2 separate regions of the Mus musculus genome follow, and region 2 is linked to region 1. A link is a contact called in public Hi-C data. All regions are on one chromosome and are shown on one strand. The core of a region is the stretch at or near the end of the contact, and the rest is flanking DNA. Distances in the headings are between cores, read along the strand shown.

The links. A called contact is a pair of places that touch in the nucleus more often than the background predicts.
Region 2: a contact with region 1 is called in a Hi-C map of liver, with 3 times the contacts expected there. The contact joins the promoter of Prkag2 here to the enhancer-like site in region 1. A contact is called at or near these places in 3 of 484 Hi-C or Micro-C datasets (embryonic stem cells, liver and nephron progenitors), 1 of 115 datasets of contacts at active chromatin or transcription factors (hepatocytes) and 2 of 9 other capture datasets (adipose tissue and pancreatic islet).

The regions. Positions count from the first base shown.
Region 1 is chr5:24,952,062-24,955,091 of GRCm38.p6, reverse strand. All of the region lies in intron 3 of Prkag2 (protein kinase, AMP-activated, gamma 2 non-catalytic subunit), which reads left to right. Among named protein-coding and RNA genes, the nearest start is that of 1500035N22Rik, 32 kb to the left of the region's middle. Within about 2 kb of position 1,646, at least 38 of the 459 cell types and tissues checked have an H3K27ac peak or open chromatin away from gene starts, as enhancers often do. A contact at or near this core is called in hepatocytes, liver and pancreatic islet, where this site is marked.
Region 2 is chr5:25,099,077-25,102,106 of GRCm38.p6, reverse strand. It overlaps Prkag2 (protein kinase, AMP-activated, gamma 2 non-catalytic subunit), which reads left to right and starts at 1,465. Exons shown (of 16, transcript NM_145401.2): 1 at 1,465-2,096. The coding sequence starts at 1,983. Gm42232 (a long non-coding RNA gene) reads left to right here and starts at 2,104. Exons shown (of 2, transcript XR_880887.2): 1 at 2,104-2,254. It overlaps 2900005J15Rik (RIKEN cDNA 2900005J15 gene), which reads right to left and starts at 1,132. Exons shown (of 1, transcript NR_027851.1): 1 at 1-1,132.

The DNA of each region.
Region 1 (3,030 bases), core at 397-2,896:
GTCACTAAGGATAATTCACAGGTTCTGATGGGCTAGATATTATTCATAACATACATATAGTATATGTTATATTGAGTGCACATACATATCATATAGAAGTATATATTCATAGCATGTTATATGTAATATATCCTTAGTGATATATGTATTTCAGCCAAAACCACATATTAACTAGACTAAATGAAAAGCAGATACTTGAATCTGGCATATATTTCTTGGCCCATGTATTAAAGATATTTATAACTCATAAAAATACATTCTATTCCTTTTCCTTTTTTGTTTTATTTTAAATATATATTAGTAAGAAAACGTTAATATCTGTAGTTCTGAAAACTGACTGAGCATGCCAAGGAGCTGTTGTTATGTGGTCATAAGCATCTCTATCCATTGTATTAGAAATTAAAACTGAGGAACTATGAAATACTGATTCATTTGCAAATGACAGAGATAATGTTGAAGTAAATGGTGTATTTTTAGAGAGTGTAAAGGGTCCAGAAACCAGTGTGTTTACTTACAGGGCAGCAGCAGGCACAGGCTCAGGTTCTACCCAGAGTCTGGAACCTAGGGATGAGGACGGGTGGAATGGACTGAGATCCCTCTGGAATGCGTCCCACGGAGGCAGGTGATGGAGAAGTGGCCTAGAAGAGTGACCTAGCAACTCAAATTGTAGGTTAGAGAGAAAGGGGGAAAAATGATAGAAGTCACGGGTGGGAGACTGGCACATGGGAAATACCGCTGGAGAAAAGAGGATCTACTAGCCTAAAAGTCACCTTGGTGTAATATGCCCAGGGAACAATGTAACTGGGCGAGCCAATGCCTGGGCTTGCTAACACGTAGGACTGGGCGAGCTGCTGTGTAGGCTTGGGCTTCTGTTTTCATTTTAGATTGCTTGGGGTTGCCTGGCAATTGGTCTTTGAGATAGGGTCTCATGTATCTTAACCTGCCCTCAAACATGGTTTCATATTTAAAGACAACCTTGAACTTCTGATTGCCTCCAGCTCTCACATGCTGAGATTTCATGCCTGCTCCACCCTGCCCAGATTTACAGGATGCTGGGGATAAAAACCAGTGCCTTGTGCGTGTTAGAAAGCATTGTACCAACTGAGCCGCACATGCAGACTTAGAAACAATCCTTGTGACCTGTGGCTCTTCTTAAACTCCTGTGGGTGGGATGTCACCTTGTCCTGGCACCCCTTAGGAGGGCCTCCCAACTGCATCTGGGCTGACCCTGCCTTAAGGGGTACCAAGCGTTGGGTGTGCTGAGGTCCCCCTATCTGCTAAGGAGGGAAGGCTGCTGCTACCCTCACGGTGCCATGGCAGAGGGAGCCCAGGTCGAGGGTGGCTGGAAGTAGACTCCATTAAAGTTCAGCTGTCACCCTTCTGCCAGAGTCAGGCGATCAGAGATGGCTGAGTGGACTTGGGTTCCAGACAGGCTGCCCCTCTTCTGGGATTTGTATTAATGGCGCCTGCTGGCTATCCAGTGCATGCGTTGTTGGGCATTTTTGATGAGTTAGCGGGTAAATCCAGGCCCAGAGCTCAGAGCTTCTGAAGCCACGCCTCTTCTTCAGCCTTGCCCAGCAGCCTGGAAGGCCGGTGCTCACTTCTCTCCACTGACATCTCTGTCCTGCCTTCTCCCTCTCACAGCCACGGTCCAGCATGGCCAGCCAGGCCCTGTAAAGTCACCTGCTCGTGGCTCCCTGGTGTCTGGAGACACTTGCCTGGCATTCTGTGTGGCTGCCAGGGTCCATTTCTGTTCACTCACTAGGCTTATTCATGTACTTGGCAACAGTCAGGGGGGAAAAAAATCAAAGCCATTGTTCAACCTCAGAGCTGACAACTGCCCACAGCAAAACCCGTCAGAAGCGGGGGGTGGGGGGATGCCTTCTCAGAGGAGACCTAACAAGGGAACCATCTGGGTCCCTTCTGGGGTTACTATGGGCATTGCCCACCTGGTATGAAAGCCACCTGCACTGGAAACCATCCGTGTTGCTCTCTAGGTCAAAGGCCCAGTCTCCCCGTGTCTCAGAGGACCTGCCCACCTCTGGCTATAGGCTGGCTGCTCCTCTCTGAGCCCCTCCTGCCTCGGGTACATAAGCATTCAACACAGGATGGCTCAGAGGGGCTGGGTATGCTTCTGGTTTTGCTTTTGTTCGTTTCCCCGCACCATACCTGGAGTGGGTCTCTGGCTTCCCCTTCCTGCTCTACCAAGCTGGGCCCCAGCAGCGGCTGAGAGCTACTGATGTGCAGAGGCGGCACTTGCTCTTGTAGATAGCCAAACTGTAGCCTGTCCAGAAAGAAAGCAGTAACAATCTCAGGAAACAGCCCACGCCCCAGGGTAGCTATGGCCATGGGCTAGCACGGTCATAAACTCACCTAAAACACTGTGAGATTCTTTTACGATTTTATTTTGTAGCTTGATGGTGTGGTTATTGAGCATAAGCTTTGCAAATGACAGCACCCATCCCAACATCAAAAGGCTGGACGTGCCACACCTGGGAGTTGTAAAGGGAATGGAGACAGGAAGCCCTTGCCCCATGATTTACTAATGGTGACAGCAATATTCAAACCGAAAATCACCTAGGAATGTCCTCACCAACCTAACAACCATCCCTAATTACTGAGAAGCCAGCACCCACGTGGTGACAATTGATCTTTGTCCCTCTCTTTCTGCCAACTTGGATCGAAAGCTGCCTGCCCAAGGCCACCCAGTATGGAGAACACTGAGCGTCCCAGGCTGGGCCCCCTCTGCACAGCCTTCCCTGTTCTTTAGCTCTTCTTCTTGCCCTTTCCAGGCACTGGGCACCTCCAGACTCTGTTCCTGTAGGCGTTGCTGTGGAGACCCTCCTCCTGAGAAAGTTCACATGGCTGAGATGGAATTTTACATGATTTTTGCATCTTTGGTCCTGTCCCTTGGTGGCATCTCAATTTAGTTACAGTAAAGGAGTTTGGGAGATGGAGTTAGGACATATGAACTATCTGTTTACTCGACAAAAAGAGGTGCATCAGTACTTAAATGTGCTCTGTCCACAA
Region 2 (3,030 bases), core at 216-2,715, 150 kb before region 1:
TGATGTCTTTTGGGGTCCTGGGAGTCCTTTAGTGAGGAGCCAGGCTGGGGAGGAGGGTGACGACACCGACACCGGGTTAGAACCTTCAGAGGACTCTCCAGAAGCTGCTTAGGGATACTGGTTGGGGGCTCTGGGGAGGAGGTGTACTTCATTCTTGTTTTGAAAGTGTGGTAGCAGGATGTATACAAACTTACCTGATGAACCAAGGATCGCCCCCTTCCCCCCAGCTGTAGGGTTTTACCTAATTTGCAGGAACTTGGCTGGTACCGTGGAAATCCAGGGGATTGCTGGACCCAGCAATGGGTTTCTCATGGGACAGACAGGTCCTTTACTAAATCATGGTCTTAAAGTGGTAACCACATCCTCTACGGTGGGAGAGCAGGAAGAGGAGTAAAGGCCATCTCCTTACCCGTGTCATGTCTTCGTCAAAGGAACCCCTATCACGTTTATGCTATAGGTACTGTCCGTGTATTACTGTTTACAGGGAGCAGGTGGGCTGATGTTAGCTTCAAAGAGCTGGAGTGATCACTGGGGTCAGCCGGTATTCAATTCTGAGCAGGAGAGGAAGCACGCCCCTCACTCAGACCAGAAGCCAAGGTCCTGCTGCCTGGGAGGAACACCAGGGCCCTGAGCAGCCCGCAGTACCAGATCTGCAGCCAGTGGCTCTGAAGATCCGGGAGCACGTGGCGTGTTCGCCCTGGTTTCAGGCTCCGACGCACCCATTTCCTCTCGTGGTTTTAGGACTTCAGCATTTACTGAGACCAGAGCGCCTTTGCCAAAGATCAAGGTTTGTTGCGCAATCTTTGATGAATCTGAAAAGAACCAAGTTGTGGAGAAAAGCCTGCACTCACCACGCCACAGGCCGCTCTGGACAGGATGGGGTTCCCTACGCCGCAGGGGGGCGGCGTTGCGAGAAGCGAGTGCGGTCACCCGAACCACTTTGACCCGGGGCTTCAATCGTGGCGTGGTCGGGCTGCGGGTGTGTGTTTCCGGGGGCTGGACCTAAACAGAGACACAGCAAAACCAGATGGATCAGAATCAGCTCCTGGCGAGTCCGGAGCTGGCCTACCTTGAGACAGAGAGTGCACGGCGACCACCCGGGGGCAGCGTGGGCCGCGTGGAGTGGGACAGTGGCGCCGCACGCCGCGCACTTCCTGTTCAACGCGCGCGCCGCCTGCCACCGCCCAGCGCTCCCAGAGCCTACGTTGGTGCCAGACCCGGCCCCCACAGTTCCCCGGGTCCCGGGGGCCGCGGCTCAGAGGCCGCCCGGGGCGGGCGCCCTGCCCTATTCTCCCCTAGGGGCTGGGGCGCGCCCTTCGGCCCGCAGAACCCAGCCAGCCGCCGCCACAGTTTATTCCTGCGGCCACGCGCCAGCCCAATTGCGACGAGTCTTCGCCTTTGCACCTCCTCTTCCCCCTCTGCCCTCCCTCTCGCCCAAAGAGGAGGCCCTCCGGGTCCCAGGCTCCCTGTCGCTTTATTGTGCGGCCCAGGGTTATGCATTTCTCTACCAAGTGTCTCTGGCCACCGTTTCCATCGAGGCACAGACACGAGAAGGCTGTTTTCCAAATTGCTGTTGTTAATTGCACCTGCCTGGCCGACTACCTCTGGGAATTTGTGGGAGGAGCCGAGAGGTGGAAAATGTTGCTTCGCTTTGCAGAAGGAGGAAAACTTTATCACCCAGCACAAGACTTCTGCCACGCGTAACCAAAAGTAGCACGGGCCGAGACTCTGCACCCAATGATTCCGTAGGAGAAAGAGGACGCTCCAACCCGGCATTCCGCGGACTGCCAGCCCCTCGGGTGGAGCCCCGCGTGTTACCTGCGCCACCCGCCCTCCCCGCGGAAGTCCCCACGAGGTGTTTTCAGGGTGGGAGGACAGTCATAAAAAGCGCGTGGCTCCAGTGTAACGGCAGCAGTCCTGGGAGGCAGCGAGGGGACCGAACCCCGGGGACGAGGCACCGGAATTAACTTCTAGCTAAAGTTATGGGAAGCGCAGCCATGGACACCAAGAAGAAGAAAGAGGTTTCCAGCCCGGGCGGGAGCAGTGGCAAAAAGAACCCTAGCCTGAAGAGGCGGTCACTGCGAGTGCACATTCCGGTGAGTCCCATCCCTGGAGCTCCAGACTCCCGCGGCGCCTAGGCGGTTAACAAGGGACACTCTGCGCGCGCCGTCCTGTCCCTCCTGTCCCTTCGGGAGGCTGGGGAGGGGGAGGGGCAGGGCCCAAGCTGGGCCGCAGAGCCCGAGATTGGATCTTGGTCCGTACTATAGTGGAGCTATGGGATTGTCTAGGACAGAGGCAAGGGTGTCTGCTGGGAAGCGAGTACGAGAAGCGCGCTCCCGGGTGCGCAAAGCCTGGTGGCGGACTGGGCGTAGCCCTGGATCGGGCCGGTGCGGGTGCTGGGGAGGGGGGTGGTGAGTTGTGTTGTTTTGTTGAAAAGGACCTCTTGTGAAGTGCGGGGAAGCGTGAGTTGAGGAGCCGCCGCCGCCACCGGGGACTGAGGAAAGGAGTGGTGGGTGGGAATATCGCGGGGTGCCACGGTGAGGCAGCACCCCCAAATAGCTCTCCCTCCACACCAATTTCAGGATGCATGTGAGTCGCGGCTGGAGCCCTTTGCAGTGATTCCCGTGGTTTGACTCCAGGAATATTTTGTGCCTCGTGGAATTTGGGGGCTTGAGGTTTTCTCGGCTTACTATACAGGGCTATTGCTAACTTCAGCCCAGAATACCCTGCCACCTTGGTTGGACTCTGGTGACATTGACTTAAACAGCCGGAGGGAGCAGCATGCAGAATAGCTTGCTCAGTGCTGAGCATCAGTCTGGTTTGCCCTAGCTGGTAGCCCAAGGGCACTTGTTCTCCTCTCTGTAGAGGGGGATCAATTCTCAGGAGGTGTACCCCAGCCTTTAGCTTTACCCAAAGGGAAACCCCACTTGGCTACATCCTGGCAGCGACCAAGCAAGCAATGGTTTTTACAAATGAACATGCTAAGCAGTGTGGGACAGCTCCATGAGCCCCACCTGCCAGTGATACCTG